Regions from separate parts of the Urocitellus parryii genome. Here region 1 is linked to region 2. The links are chromatin contacts, called in public Hi-C maps. All regions are on one chromosome and are shown on one strand. The core of a region is the stretch at or near the end of the contact, and the rest is flanking DNA. Distances in the headings are between cores, read along the strand shown. Region 1 holds the start of Tpp2 (tripeptidyl peptidase 2). Region 2 holds the start of Ercc5 (ERCC excision repair 5, endonuclease).

Region 1 (3,289 bases), core at 488-2,987, 210 kb before region 2:
ACAGCCATTAGAATAATTTTTGAGAATTCATGGAAAGTCTCCTGAATTCTGGGCTTCCGAAACTGGCATACGAAGGAATTCTCTTTACCAGGCATTCTTATCCTAGAGTCCATGCACAGAATCTGAAGGGCTCAAAACTTGTGTAAGGGGGCTGGGGCTTGGGTTGTAGTTCAGTGGTAGAGGACTTGCCTAGCACTTGCGAGGCACTGGGCTCCATCCTCAGCACCCAAAATAAATAAATAAAACCAAGGTATTGTGTCCATCTACAACTAAAAAAAACCTGCGTAGGGAAAAAAAACCCTTCATTTTCACCAAACTCATAATTGTTTCCTTTAATTATGAGTGTAGACAATAACCATAACAATAGTAGCAGTAACTGTCACTCAGTCACCAGGAAAAATCAGTTCATCTGTGTGGTTGTTACAGATATCTCATTTATGCTCACTTCACTATTTTGAAATTATGGTAGTTTACCAGACTTACAACTAGTCCGTTATGTAATGCAAAAAGCACCACATATGTAATCATACCACAATGCAAAACTACTGGAACAATACGAAATTAATTTTAATAATTTTAACTCTATTTCAGCCCAACTTCTTTCCTTTGTCATTCGAGATTTCACTAAATAAAAACACTGCTCTGAGCCAGGCAGGTGACACAGGTCTATAATGCCAGCGACTGGGGAGGCTAAGGTAGCAGGATCACAATTTCAAGGGCAGCCTGGGCAACTAAATAAGACCCTGTCTCAAAAGGGAGGGAAGGGCTGGGAAGTAGCTCAGTGCACCCCTGGGTTCAGTTGGGAGGGGGGGGGTGGTGTCCTATCTGAGAAGATAAGTCTCAGTTGCCAATCGGCTTTTTGGCACACGGAAAGCTTCGATTACCCTGAAATGAACACAAACACACAGATCATTAAAGGACTACTACTGCAGCAGTAAATGATTACCACTACAGTGAGTCTGAATCTGAAAAACTGTAAATTATGGCGCGATAATTAAGAGAAGAACCTGAAGGAGCAATTAAGAACTTCAATTTGAAAAACCAAAAAACAAAACGTTTTCAGACGTCCCGGATGCCAACTGTAAGCAAGGAGGATAGGAGGGGCCCCTGTCAGTCTCCGGGTTCAGGCCACACAGCCCAAGAGCGGCCAGCAGCCCACTTCCTGTTGACTGAAACTACTGCCTATCCCCACCCTATTCGTCCCACCCCAACGCCCCACGAAAGCGGCACAAGACTGGGAAGACAAAACCTTGACCACTAAATCTAACACCTCTCTTTCAAAAAACGCGTGTTTGGGACTTGGCCGGTATCGCGGGCCCCGGCTGCTCGGGTGGCACTAGGCGGGGGCCCTGCAGTGACCGCACGGAAAGTTTTCTCCACAACCTCAAGTTCGGAAACCACCGTCGGCCGCGTAGCCGGGTTCCCGCTCCTCCTGCCACGCGGCCCTGCCTCTCCCGCCTTCTTGCGGAGCGTTTCGATCCAGAACCTTCTGCTTAAAGGGCGGCGCTCCTAAACGTGCCAGCGGCGGGACTCCACAAAGGCGAGTTCGAGAACCGAACCCTCCAGCAGTGCGCCCAGACTCCGCCCCCTCCGCTGCAGCCCGGGCAACACTCCTGCCCGGCTCCGGAGCGCGGCGCCGTTAGCTTACGTAGCAGCGCCTGATTGGCCGCCCCGCTCTGGCGGGCCGGGATTGGCTGGCGGTGGAAAGGCCCCGCTCCTCGCCCCCGCCGCTGCCCCGCGGCCGCCCGGGTGTCCTCGCGTTGCTCGTCCGCGCGCAGCCTGGCAGTTTGCCTCTTCCTCGTCTGTCCTCCAGCCTGCGTCCATGGCCACCGCCGCGACCGAGGAGCCCTTCCCGTTTCACGGTCTCCTGCCGAAGAAAGAGACCGGGGCCACCTCCTTCCTGTGCCGCTACCCGGAGTATGACGGGCGGGGGGTGCTCATCGCCGTCCTGGACACTGGGGTCGACCCCGGGGCCCCGGGCATGCAGGTGAGGCAGTCCCCGGGGGCCCGGTGCGAGGGCGAGAGACGCGGGCGGGACACAGCCTCCCAGGCCGGAGCCCTGCTCTACGGCCGAGCCCGGGCCGGGGTGGGCAGCGCCGGGAGCTGGGCGCCGGGAGGAGGCAGAGGGCAGAGCCGGGCGCGGGGGCACCGGTGTCCGCGCAGGGGACCGGCGGCGCCCAGGCACCGCGGGCGCGGGGTGGGCGAGGGCCCGGGGTGGGCCGAGTTCCCGGCCCAGACAAAAGCAGGCTGCCTGGCGCGGTTGGTCCTGGGAGCCCGGGTCCACGTCGTGGCCCGGGAAAGCCCCTTTTTGCTTGGGCACCGCCAGGCCGGCCACCTCCGGGTTCCTTCCCTTCTCGTCGCGGTCTCTGCGGACCCTCTTGTCTTGGACACCCGGCAGCTGATACTGTTAAACAAGAATTGTACGGTTTTTATTATTGGGGGCCAGGGGTGGGGAAAAGATAGGGCTATCAGAACTTCATTTTTATGGTGTGGTTTGGAAGATTTGGTTTTAGGAAGAATATCTTTAAACGCCAAAACTGGGTTTCCAGAAGATAACCGAGTCCACTTCCGGAATCATTTCCTCTAATAGTTATGCTTATTCAGTTTTTAAGCTGTCTGCAATGTGTTTGTTTAGGGTCATCTATTCTTGTGGCTTGGTCTTCCTTTTACATAAAGAGAAGCCAATTTCGTTTGGTTTGGGTGCACTTTCGAGGCACTTCTATTTTTAAAAACCTCAAAACATACGAGAACATACTTGATTACTGTTTTAAAATTATTTAGCTTTACCTTAGTCAAATATCTTTAGATCATAGAAAGATACTATAGATCATATACTTTATAGATCATATAAAGATACTGAAAGGTAATTTTAAAAGATGTCTCAGTTCTAAAAACCATCTGTCTTGAAACTTTGGCTTTTGTAAATTTAGCCTTTTACTGAAATCTACTAATAAACAGCATATAATCATTATTCAAGTCAAAGTCTTCCCTAATTAACCCTACTGTATGCTGATCACTTCCTTATTCTTCATCTGTAAATCTTAGCCCTCTTTCTACACTAAACAGTGATGTTTAATAATTCTTTTTCTCTCCCCCTTCCCTCCATGTTCCTCCCCTTTCAGATCTTTTATTTCTGATAATTGAGGTAGCATTTTGGAATTCAATAACTTGGAGCAAGGTGGGTGTGGGTAGCAGTCTGGCCACTCTCTGGAAATCTTGCTTCCTGGTGTTAATTCTGCATTGCTGCTCTGAATTGTAACACACCTTAATGTGGCAGCTTCTATAAATT
Region 2 (3,312 bases), core at 683-3,182:
CCCATTTTGCTGGCAGGAACTGAGGAGGTCATGAGTGAAGAAACCTGTCTAGCACAACAGAGTGTCTTGGTATGCTACAGCTACCATAGAAAAATACCACAGATTGTGTGGTTTAAAAAATAGAAACTTGTTTTCTCACACTTGTGGAGTCCAGAAGTCCAAGACAAGTTCTTGGCAGGTTTGGTGTCTTCTCAAGCCTTTCTTCAACTTGTAGACCACCACCTTACTGTGTTCATTGGCTTTTCGTGTGTGTGTGTGTGTGTGTGTGTAGGGCATCCCTCTAGAGCATCAAATTTGATAAGGGGTTAACATAAAGGCTTCATTCACCTCTTATTTTTCAATGATGCTGGTAATCAAACTTAGGGCCTTGTACTTGCTAAGCAAGTGCTCTACCACTGAGTGATCCACCAAGTCCCTAATACCCTCATTTTAACAATTACCCTTTAAAGATCTGATCTTGAAATAGAGCCAAATTTTGATGTACTGGAGGTTAGGGCTTCAACATATGTATTTTGTAGGACAATTCAGCCCATATCACAGTTTTTACATGGCTTACATGAGATCTGAACTAACATTTGCCTGACCTCTAGGAAATATTTTTCTACAGGGTGCAAGGATGGAGAGTTTTAGACCAGGGACTTGAGAGATCATTTAGGCAGCATTTATGAATGCCTACTATGAGTAGAAGTGGGGGGTGAAAGTCAGCATGCTAGTTCTTGGTTTCATTAAGTTAATAGTCTTCTGTGGTTTGGGGGCAAAAATTAAATATGTAATTATACTACTCTCAGTTAAAAAAAAAAAAACTCTGAACAATTTCTGGGTACTACTTTACCCACGGAGGAAATGTGAAAAGCACTTTGTAAGCTTATTCCTGATGGAAAATTGTAAGTCAACATAACATGGCTACTATGAACTAAGTTTGATCACAAATGGTTTTGCTAAAAACTGGTTTCTGATATTTTTAAGAAGTTACCTGCTCTTTTAAACCAACTTTTTTCACTGGATTAGAATCTCAATACATCACTTAAATTTGAACAAATGCGAACGATAATACTCTCACTTGATAGCTAGTGCTAAAAGCATTGCACACATCACCTTTTATCTTCTCCAAGTCTGCAAGGCTGCTTCTGTTACACTGTTTACTGATGATGAATCCTTGCTTCCCCAGTGCTGAAGTATAACACCAGAGAAGCACGCCAAGGCAAGTTTAGAGTGTAAAGTAAAAGCTATATATATATATAATATATATATATATATTTAGTTTTAGGTGGATACAATATTTTTATGTGGTGCTGAGAATCGAACCCAGTGCCTCATGCATGCTAGGCGAATGCACTACCACTTGAGCCACATTCCCCAGCCCCATAAAAGCTTTATTAAAGGACAGCAGAAAAGACTTCTCCCGCAGGAAGAAGGGAACCTAAGAGGTGGAATCTGTGGAAGGGTGATGTCTTCCCCTTTTGATAGCTAAGGTCTTCTTTCAGCTTTCCCAGGCAGGAGACAGGAGGGCTGAAGGAGTACTATGGGTAGGAAGGACTTTTGGATTAGCATCTCCGTGTTTGTTGGGAGCTGCTTCATTAACATTTCCTTGGGATGGGCTCTGGGCCTTGGGGACATTTTCAATACCCCTTTTCCTGGACTCTATTCTCAATATGGCCTTCATTCTCCATATTGACCAAACTACACTAACTACCTATCTGTAAATCTAGCTTCACTTTTATGCTCTGTGTACATCTTTAGATAAAAATTCTTAACAAATACAATCTCAGCAACTTATTAATGAGGTACAGTCATGATTTGAATGTTGGCATGAGGGCTGGAGAGCCAGACTTTCTTGGAGCTACTCCGCCAATTCATTTCTTGCCATTTCTGGCCACAAACAGTGGAATTCTAAGTTTAAGACGCTGGGTGAAGCTTTGAACTCTACTTCTCTCTAGTTACTACACGCTATTGTACAAATCCTGCCCCAAAACACCACAACCACATGGATTCTGCACAACTGGAGGCTCACTGGGGGAGAAACGGGTGCTGAAAAATCACATAAAGTCGCCACCCGCAAAAACAGTTTTGTGGCCACACTTGAAGACCATGGCACCCAAGAGAGCACCTAGACCCAAACACTGGGGCGGAAACGCTCCCTCGCTTCCGGAGTGCAGTGGACGCAGTAAATTGACGTCATGGACGAGGGCGGGACTTCCGCCCCACGCATTCTGTGAGAAGGAAGCTGAGAAGGCACCATTTCTTGTGAAATTACAGACCCACCCAAGCACAGCTAGCAGAATCCGAGTTATGCCTTCTGTCGTTTGTCACGTCGTCTCTGGTCGCCTACCCCGGTCTTCCATCGGAATGCAAACATTTGGGATAAAGCCCTGACAAGTCAAGGCCCTGCTCTACGCCAACGCGAACCGTTCCCCGACCGCTCTCTTCCGGGAGGAGGTGTCAGCCGCCAGGAAGTGTTCTGGCGTGGGTTCCCCTTCCTGGTGCGCTCTCAGGCCAGTTCCCCGGGAAACGTGGGCTTTCGAATGGTTTTCCGCTCCTGAGTGGCAGCTGGCTCCCTGGGTTCCGGGAGGTGGCGTCACCTGACTTGTAGAAGAGCTGGAGTAACAGGCCGACCCCGGACGCGCCTGCCCCATGGGAGTCCAGGGGCTCTGGAAGCTGCTGGAGTGCTCGGGGCGGCAGGTCAGCCCCGAGGCCCTGGAGGGGAAAGTCCTCGCTGTGGGTATCCTTCGCTCTCGGTGGCTCTGCTGCCAAGTGCAGGTGAACTTGGCGAAGTTTCTGCAGATCTAAAGTGGTGTCGTGGGTGGGAGGTCGGCATGGCGCATCCCACCCCTTCGCGTCTTCTCCTCTTCGGAGTCTAGTTCCGTTCGCGTTACTGAAGGAGGAGGCGTGTGCGACCAGGTGGTCTGACCCTTTTGTTTTGAATCGGCGGCTCCTTAAGTCAGGGTGTTTGGAAGCAGGAGTCCCTGTTACAACATTGGAAGAGTTTTCGCAAGTGCGCAGTGAACGCTTTCCCTCCCACTCCCCGTGACAGTGGCTTGTGTGCATATTTGGCTGATGTCGTGTCTTTGGAATTTTTGATTTTTTTTTTCATTATGAAAACGTGATGCTGGTTTTACGATTTGGACCCTTGTGTTCGCTCAGTAGTGTGGCCTTGATCCCGTACCTGTTCCCTCCCCGGAGCCGCGGAGACCTTAGACCAGTGTCCTCCTGGAGGACCAGGAAGAAGCCCTTGTATGAAGAGGAACGCTGATGACTTTAAGAACATAATGAGATAATCACCTCGTTTTCCCTAGTGGATAATATTTAAATACA

Evidence for each region. A called contact is a pair of places that touch in the nucleus more often than the background predicts.
Region 1: a Hi-C map of muscle shows a contact between it and region 2, with 5 times the contacts expected there. The contact joins the promoter of Tpp2 here to the promoter of Ercc5 in region 2. A contact is called at or near these places in 2 of 2 Hi-C or Micro-C datasets (liver and muscle).

Annotation. Positions count from the first base shown.
Region 1 is chr2:8,964,007-8,967,295 of mUroPar1.hap1, reverse strand. Tpp2 (tripeptidyl peptidase 2) reads left to right here and starts at 1,737. Exons shown (of 30, transcript XM_026399499.2): 1 at 1,737-1,987. The coding sequence starts at 1,823.
Region 2 is chr2:8,751,501-8,754,812 of mUroPar1.hap1, reverse strand. It overlaps Ercc5 (ERCC excision repair 5, endonuclease), which reads left to right and starts at 1,932. Exons shown (of 15, transcript XM_026400476.2): 1 at 1,932-2,719. The coding sequence starts at 2,632.